Regions from separate parts of the Danio rerio genome. Here region 1 is linked to region 2. A link is a contact called in public Hi-C data. All regions are on one chromosome and are shown on one strand. The core of a region is the stretch at or near the end of the contact, and the rest is flanking DNA. Distances in the headings are between cores, read along the strand shown.

Region 1 (4,397 bases), core at 1,484-3,983, 110 kb after region 2:
TCACCAACAAACCTATCTGTGTGGGGTTTTAATCAATCTAATCCTTATTTCAAGTCATGCATTGCTTATTTCAGTCAATGTTTATGTTTATTTTAAAGTAGCTAGCCCTACAATTTTTTGTTGTTGTTTTTGGTTTAATCTTAGTTTATTCAATTGAAGTTGCTTTTAATTTCATGATTACGTAAGAAAGACAGAGCAATCTGTTTTGTCATCTAGCTGTTTTCATTTTTAAAAACATTGAATTTATTATTAGCCCCCCTTTGATTTTTTATTTTCTTTTTTAAATATTTACTAAATGATGTGTAACAGAGCAAGGAAATTTTCACAGTATGTCTGATAATATTTTTTCTTCTGGAGAAAGTCTTATTTGTTTTATTTCGGCTAGAATAAAAGCAGTTCTTAATTTTTTAAACACCATTTTAAGGTCAAAATTGTTAGCCCCCTTATACCATAAATTTTTCTTTTCGATAGTCCAATAACTTGCCTAATTAACCTAACCTAATTAACCTAATTAATCATTTAAATTGCCCTTTAATCTGTATAGAAGTGTCTTAAAAAATATCTAGTCAAATATTATTTACTGTCATCATGACAAAGATAAAATAAATCGGTTATTAGAAATGAGTTATTAAAACTATTATTTTTAGAAATGTGCTAAAAAATATTCTCTCTTTTAAACAGAAATTTGGGGGAAAAAATAAACAATAATTCTGCTAATAATTCTGACTTCAACTGTATTTATATGTATAATATTTTTTTTATGTTTATATAGACATATAGACATACATTTTTATAAAGACATACTGTATGAGCACATAATTGTACGTTTATGTATATAAAGATAGTTTAATCATGGACTATCAAAAAATATATGGCTTAAAGGGGCTAATAATTTTGACCTTAATAATTTTGACCTTAAAATGGTTTTTAAAAAATTAAGAACTGCTTTTATTCTAGCCGAAATAAAACAAATAAGACTTTCTCCAGAAGAAAAAATATTATCAGACACACTGTAAAAATTTCCTTGCTCTGTTAAACATTATTTGGGAATTATTTAAAAAAGAAAAACATATCAAAGGGGCCAAGTAATTCTGACTTCAACTGAATGAGCATTTTTCTCAGCCTTCTGTGTTTATGTTCAGTTATTTCACTTTAAAGGCAATAAAAATAACATATTATTTGCTCTAAAATTCAAATTACTGAACCTACACACAATAGCTTGGAAAAAAAATGCTAATTTTATAGCAAAAATTCATATGGCACTTAGAGCTTTTTGTATATGAACTCTTCAAATTAAAACAAAAAACAAATTATCTGTCAGTCTTGTCTTAATGTTCTTTTCTTTTAATTTCATGGCAGACAACAGTGTTCATCCTTTTGCATGTTAAATAAACGTAGCACAAAACCAGAAGGTCACGAGTTCATTAAAAAACAAAATGCACATATCACGTACGTCAATCTCCAGCGTTAAATCTCTCAAAACGAACTGTTTACTAACTGTTCTGAAAGATACAATGATGCTTTGGACGAGCACGAGCCGTATTGTTAGAAACTGACAAGTTTAATTTTCTCCAGGCTGAATAAAACACAAGGACGCACAAATGCAAAACCCAGACGTGTTTTTAGAGAAGAGAGAAATTCTATTCCCCTGGCAAGACCACCAACAAATCCAAAGTCACTTTTTAATTTCACAGCCTCTGGGGTGTAGATTTCCCATGCGCCTGCTTTCAAAAACCTTAAGACAACAAATTAAACAAGCTTTGTGTTTGCGCACCGGCGGCGCATCCTCATAATCCCCGCATTAACCCAGATTCACGATGACAATCAAAACAGCCAGACTTACCTGCAACTGGAAGTAGAGCACCAGCAAATGTAAACACCTGGAAAGAGAAGAAGAAGAGGGGGAATGAGAGGGAGAGACAGAAGGGAAGTAAGGAGGGGTGAATCACAAGCAATTACACCAGATATAAAAAAAAAATGTAGCCGTACATCTTAAGGCTGGCTTTGAGCGACTTCTATTGGCAAGAATGCAGGAGCTCAAAGCGAATCAAATATATTATTAAGAATGTTCCTTACACGTAGATGAACCTTGACGGCAGAACAGACATCTTGGTCAAATACACCTGTTTCCAGCGTTTGCCGCTCCAGTAAGTGGCGCGCGGAGCCCCGCCAGTGTCTCACAAACAAAACCCCGGAGGAGAGGTGCAATCCCAGGGAAAACAGAGATGAGGGAAGCGTAAATGTGCCGCTGGAAGCAGCATGAGGCTGTTTCGCGTTTGAAAAGAGATCGGAACAAACGCAAAACGACGTCTCCCCGGTGGTGTCCGCGCGCGCTGCGCTCTCTCGCCAAAGCGCGCAAAGATTGAATCGGTTAAAGGTTCAATCGGGGTGTCTCCTTCTCGGCGAACAATCCGTGAACTTCACTGCTTCTTCTCGATCCAGCACGCGATATAAAAACGATATAAATCCTGCTCGTACCTGCTGAAGACACCTGAAAGCGCGCGCCTCATTCCAAGCGTCCCGTGTGCCCGCTGTTCAAGAGGAAAACTTTCCCAACTAGTCCTAAAGTTGTCAGGATAGATGATCTTTTTTTTCGAGAAGTCTCTTCTTTACATTTTCTTTACTGTTATCCGGGTGGTTTGTACAGGGAAAGTCGCGTGGCAAATCCTGGATGAGCGCTGGATGATGGTACAGGACTGTGTATGTCTGTGTGCTGCGGAGGGCTGGAGCGCACTGAGGGGTTTTGGGTTGGTGGTGGGTGGAAACCTGTCAGTGGTTTTGCACCTGATAGGGTGATCCGAGAGAGTCCATCGGTGCGCGGAATGCGCTTTCCCTCAGTCTGGGCGCCGCTTGCTTTGCGCTTCTCCGACTTTCTCGAGCTCGTTCGTCGAGTCGATGCGATTCTGTGAGAATTCCTGGCGGATTTCACATGCGAACTCGTAAACAGGTGCATTTCAGTTGAGCAAAACCAGACACGCGGGCTTGAGATAACCAAATTCTCATCTGATGGGGTAAAGAGAAAGAGGCGTTACACTTGTGCGAAGCTAAAAATACATATACTGACAATCAATGTTTTTTTATTGCCGATAATATTCATTAAAGGTCGGTTATGGATTCATGCAGTGTACTAAAAAAGTCTACAACACTGTAAAACCCAATAAGTTAAGGTAACTCAAACCATTTGAGGAAACCGATTGCGACAAACCATTTAGGTTCAAAAACTAAGCCCAATGAGTACTGTGAACTTAATCCATTTGAGTAAACGAAGCAATTTGAGCATAAACCCGATAAATAAAGAGAACTCAAACAACTGAGTACTGTAAAACCCAATAATTTAAGGCAACTCAAACCATTTGAGGAAATCGATTGCAACAAACCATTTGAGTAAAAAAAAAAAAAAACTAATCTATATGTGAACCTGCTCCATTTAAGTTAAAGTAATCAGGTACCTTCAACACTGAGTTCAAAACTCTTTTCAAATGAGTAAAATTAACTTTCAGTAAATTTTGAGTTAACTACACTCATTTCATTTGATAAATTTGACTGTTGGGTTTTACAGTGTTTAAATTTAATAGTGAGTGAGCCAGTGAGTATATATATATATATATATATATATATATATATATATATATATATATATATATATATATATATATAGTGACACTGCTTCGGCAAGCTGTTTTTTTTTATCTAAATGCACTTAAAAAATACTAAAATGTAATTCAGAGTACCATAATTTCAAATATCCAAAATAAATAAATAAACAAATAAATAAATAAACAAATAAATAAATAAATAAATCCTGTCATGTATTTAGAACAACAATTTTAATGACATATTAAAAGCCCTGGATTTTAATACGTTGATATTTCCGGGCTTGTATGAAAAATCCGTAATTTTATGGTTTATTTTTTGGGGTGTCGGAAAAAAAAAACATAAAATAACAGCCTTTAAATTACAAAAAAATTACAGTAAAATAACAGAGGCTGAAATACAGTAATTTACTGTAAAGTAACAGTGGCTGAATTACATAAATTTACCAGAAATTAAAATTTCTTTTTACATTTTACATTTTTTACATTTCTGTAATTTAACAGCCGTTATTTTACTTTTTTTTCCCCGACACCCCAGGAAATAAACCATTAAATTTACAGATTTTTTTTTTCATTTCAAATCTTTATACTTTGCCACTATGTTTCAAACAACTAGGTTGTACCAAAATTTGTCAGAAATGCCCTTTTTTATTATGCATATTATAATTCATGTAAATTGTAATAACATTACTTTGAATTATTCCTTGTTCTTATATATTTTATTAAGCAAAAGTTAGAGTATGTATAATAATTAAATAGTGCCTACACACACACACACACACACACACACACACATATATATAT
Region 2 (4,764 bases), core at 2,252-4,751:
GGTGTGACCAAATCTAAGTGCTACAGTGAGATCATGTGAATTCATACAAATTAGTCAATGAATGATTTTTTATTTTTTGCTTTGAGATATTGTTGAAAGTACCAGATTAGAAAAAATGGAACACACACACACACACACACACACGCACACACACACACACACACATATATATATATATATATATATATATATATATATATATATATATATATATATATATATATATATATATATATATATATATATAAATGTGTGTGTGTGTGTGTGTGTGTGTGTGTATGTTATATACAGGGCTTTACATTAACAACCGCCAACCCGAGTAGATTTCAGCTTTGGCGGGTTAGACAGACAATCCCACTAGCCACTTTGGCTGGTTGAAATAAAATTTTTAAATTGTAGTTTTAAAAGCCGGGATTCGACAATATAAGGATGACCCAATATGCGTGAAAATGTGATCTTAAAATCGAGATGTAAAATAATTGTCATCACGCGAGCAGAAGAAAGCAAGTGAATACCGAATGAGAGGATGATGATCACTCGTGCTAACAGCTGATCTGAGTTCTTAAAACGCGTGCGCGCGACTGCTTAACGCGTACACGCTCCCAAATCGTGAAGCAACTGTGTCTGGAACAGGTTGGAAACGCAACTGTCATCGGTTCACTTTCAAATAAACTAGACAAAAAGTGATGAACATGCACTCACAGTCCTGATGCTTTTAAGAGCTCAAAATTTATCTTTTTGTAAGCAGCACCGGTTGCTTTCACTTTGAACAGATTATTAAATTGCCTAAAGTTAACCGTGTGCATGTGATCATCCTTTCATTATCACACACGGTATGTTTCACCTGCTTTCATTTGCTTACGGTTTTCTTTGCTTTCATTTTTGTTAAAATGGTTTAATGACCTTTTTTACAATATTGCTTTAATGGGAGATGAATTTTCCATTCATGTGCAGTTACTGGTGATCCGAGAGATCTTTAGCCACGACAGATTACCAAGCTTATTTTTGATACATGACAATAATTATTTTATTGCTTATCGTTATTTTTAAAGAAATGTTTTGTTAAATAAAAAGTATAGTATACAGCAATATTTTGCTTGTTTTGACACATTAAAAATATATGGCTAAGAAATAATTATTGTTTCGTGTGGTTATAGAGATAAATTAGGTAAATCGTTGTTTTTGAGCTCTAAAAAAAGTCATGTGAAATAAAAACTTATAGCAATATAACATTATGAAACCATGACTCCTTTGCTCATGCTCATTGAGCAAGCTCATACTCGACACACAAAAAGTGAAATGAATGAAGATGCATGTGGACATACCACAAAATTTAAATCAAGTAAGCATTTAAATTTAAATCAAGCAGCATGTCAACGTCAAATTTATGCATATAAAATATATTTTCGCAACAATAATAATTAATAATAATAATAATTTAATTGTTTAAAATTTTTTAACAAAACATCATTAAAGGTTATATATATATATATATATATATATATATATATATATATATATATATATATATATATATATATATATATATAAATGGTAGTGTGTGTATGTGTAATATATACATTATATACACATACATACTGTATATACACACTTCACAGACACACACACACACTTATAGTTATTTTTATTCACCTAATGGTAACGAGAGGGTAAGAGAGCTGATTTATCATTCTGATTTATTATTTTATTTATTTATATTTGTATGTAATTATTATTATAATACTATATATTATAATACTATATATGTACTAAAAGTCCTTTTGCTTAACAATGCATATACCCTAGTGCAGGGGTGTCCACACTCGGTCCTGGAGGGCCTGTGTCCTGGAGAGTTTAGCTCCAACCCTAATCAAACACACCTGAACCAGCTAATCAAGCTCTTACTATATACTAGAAACTTCCAGGCAGGTGTGGTGAAGCAAGTTGGAGCTTAACTCCGGCCCTCTAGGACTAATCTGGTTAGCACTGTCGCCTCACAGCAAGAAGGTCGCTGGTTTGAGTCCCGGCTAGGTCAGTTGACATTTCTGTGTGGAGTTTGCGTGGGTTTCCTCCAGGTGCTCCAGTTTACCCCACAGTCCAAAGACACGTGCTAAAGCGGAATTGATTAAAGCAGGGGTGTCCAAACTCGGTCCTGGAGGGCCAGTGTCCTGCAAAGTTTAGTTCCAAGCCCAATCAGAAACACCTAGGCTAGCTAATCAAGCTCCTACTAGGCTTTCTAGAAACGTCTTGCAGGTGTGTTGAGGCAAGTTGGAGCAAAATTCTTCAGGACACCGGCCCTCCAGGACAGAGTTTGGACACCGCTGGATTAAAGTAAATTGACAGTAGTGTACGAGTGTTTTAGCTGGAAGGGCTTCCGCTGTGTGAAACATATGCTGGATAAGTTGGTGGTTCATTCCGCTGTGGCAACCCCTGATTAATGAATGGACTAATGCGAAAGAAAATGAATGAATGAAATTAAATATTTGCCTTGTAAACCATGCATTTCGTTGAATACTATCTGGTAAATGTTGCATGCTTTCTTTTTGCATTCTTGTTTTACCCCAACCAAGTCTGCATCCTCTCAGTTTCCATTTGCTCCCAGACACTGCAAGGCTGGCACAGATTCAAAGACGCACAAAGAACCGTGTACATTAGTCTCCGACAAGCATGAATGGCTTAAATAAACAGCAAAGTGTTGCGAGCGTGTCCTCTGATCTCTGACATGTCTCATTCGTTTGCTCTGGGAGCCCAATGACAGCTTGATTTGGCTTTAGATTGCCGTGATCCATTTGTCAGGCCTTTTCTACAAGACTGTCAGACCAATCGACTGGCACGTTGATCGATTGTCCTCTGCATGTCGGTGCCTGCATTCAACACAAATGCAGAAAAAGAGACAAAAATGGCAGCAGTGAGCTCGGAGATGCCTGCTGGAAATACAGACGAATGAAGAATAGATATTTGTGTGAGGCTCCAGAGTGAAAGCGAAGGCAGAGCCAGATATTTGCAGTGATACGAGGTGAGCGGGAGCAGCTGTGTTCGCTATGCGTACATACATGGAATGCAACACTGCGTCCCAAAGCATACGTTCGTTTTAAAACAAATCACCTACAGAAACAGATGAGTTGTGCAAATACACACCCACCTGCCCACTTACACGCACACACATTATGAAATGGGTAAGCTGCGCTCCTGGGTGGGCCGTGTATTGTAGGAGACGGGTCCCAGTGCATGAAAAGTGAGACTCTGTCAAGGAACAAAAGTGTGTGTGGTGATCGCTGAGCCTGGCCGGTCCTAAGGATATATGGTGAAACAGATTTCTCCAGGGAAGAGGTGTGTGTGTGTGTGTGTGTGTGTGTGTGTGTGTGCGCGAGTCTGAGCACATGGCGAAAAGGAGGCCCAGCAGCGAGTGTATCAGAATGAGGGTGGACTCTCTACGCCTCTCGCCCAGCCAAAGATACAGCACACGTTCCACTCAATCCCGTCATGACCTCAGCCGGCGTTGGGAAACAAACAGCCGTGCTCCGCGCTATTCCTGACGGAAAATCCAGAGCTCCGGGCATGTAGCGCATGACTCAGCTCCCCGCCTCGTATGCGATGGTCAACCTGGAGTGCTCCGGTCGTGATGACATCACTGCGGAGGTCAGTTCCCACCCCGCCATGGGCTGCGGCGTTAATCAGAGTCAGATTGAGCAGGGAGGGGAGAGGACAAACACTCTACCATTTCAGCTGTACATGCTATGACAGAACCATTTCCATGGAGAAATATCCCCAAACTCGAGCCCAGGTCAACAATTCCCAGACAATTAATGGGTACTGGTGCAATTAATATTCTGGGAATTTTCTTCAAACTGTAGCTAGTTTAGATTCATTGTGAACAGACTGAGTTCGGTATATGGGTCAAAGACGAAAAGGGGGGTTATGCCAAAAAATTTCCAGGCATATTTGGAACAAGGAACACTTTAGGTACTGAAACTCGCTATAAACTACTGGATTTTTACCTGCATATTATTAAGATACTGGCTGTTTATTAGTTCTTATGTGACCAGATGACTTTTACCAATCAATTCTATTAAGCAAAGGGTAAATGAAGTGACTTACAATCAGGAAAACATTCATTCATTCATTTTATTTTCGTCTTAGTCCCTTTATTAATCTGGGGTCGCCACAGCGGAATGAACCACCAACTTACTTTTTACGCAGCGGATGCCCTTCCAGCTGCAACCCATCACTGGGAAACATCCATACACTCTTATTCACAAGCATACATTTTGGACTGTACCGCATGTCTTTGGACTTTGGGGAAACCGGAGCACCCAGACGAAGCCTTATAAAAAGGAGGCGTGGCACCCAACCCCACTCCTAACCCCAACCGTCATTGGGTGATGAGCAAATCATACTAAATTGTACGAATAAGATTGTACAAATTCATATGAATTAGCCACTAAATCAAAAAGTTATGAATTGCCATGACATTGCGTTGTGTCAACACAAGGAGAACATGCAAACTCCACACAGAAATTCCAACTAACCCAGCCGAGGCTCGAACCAGCGACCTTCTTGCTGTGAGGCGAACGTACTACCCACTGCGCCACCATGCAGCTCAATCAGGAAAACTATTCATTTTATTTCACAAGTTGTATTATGAAAAAGATACAAATATTTTTAACGTTTAATGTAAATAACAGGTAAAGTAAATAATAAAAAATTAAAACACTAATGACTACCGGTTACCCAGATGAGGCACAGAAGCAGCATTGTTCTCAC

The links. Hi-C and Micro-C count contacts between places; a contact is called where the count stands out from the background.
Region 1: a contact with region 2 is called in a Hi-C map of an unstated tissue, with 2.5 times the contacts expected there. The contact joins the promoter of fgf24 here to the enhancer-like site in region 2. A contact is called at or near these places in 1 of 18 Hi-C or Micro-C datasets (an unstated tissue) and 1 of 4 datasets of contacts at active chromatin or transcription factors (caudal fin).

Annotation. Positions count from the first base shown.
Region 1 is chr14:6,073,752-6,078,148 of GRCz12tu, forward strand. It overlaps fgf24 (fibroblast growth factor 24), which reads right to left and starts at 2,734. Exons shown (of 5, transcript NM_182871.3): 1 at 2,077-2,734; 2 at 1,844-1,880. The coding sequence starts at 2,108.
Region 2 is chr14:5,962,615-5,967,378 of GRCz12tu, forward strand. No RefSeq gene overlaps it. Among named protein-coding and RNA genes, the nearest start is that of pcgf1, 28 kb to the left of the region's middle. Within about 2 kb of position 3,502, at least 8 of the 62 cell types and tissues checked have an H3K27ac peak or open chromatin away from gene starts, as enhancers often do.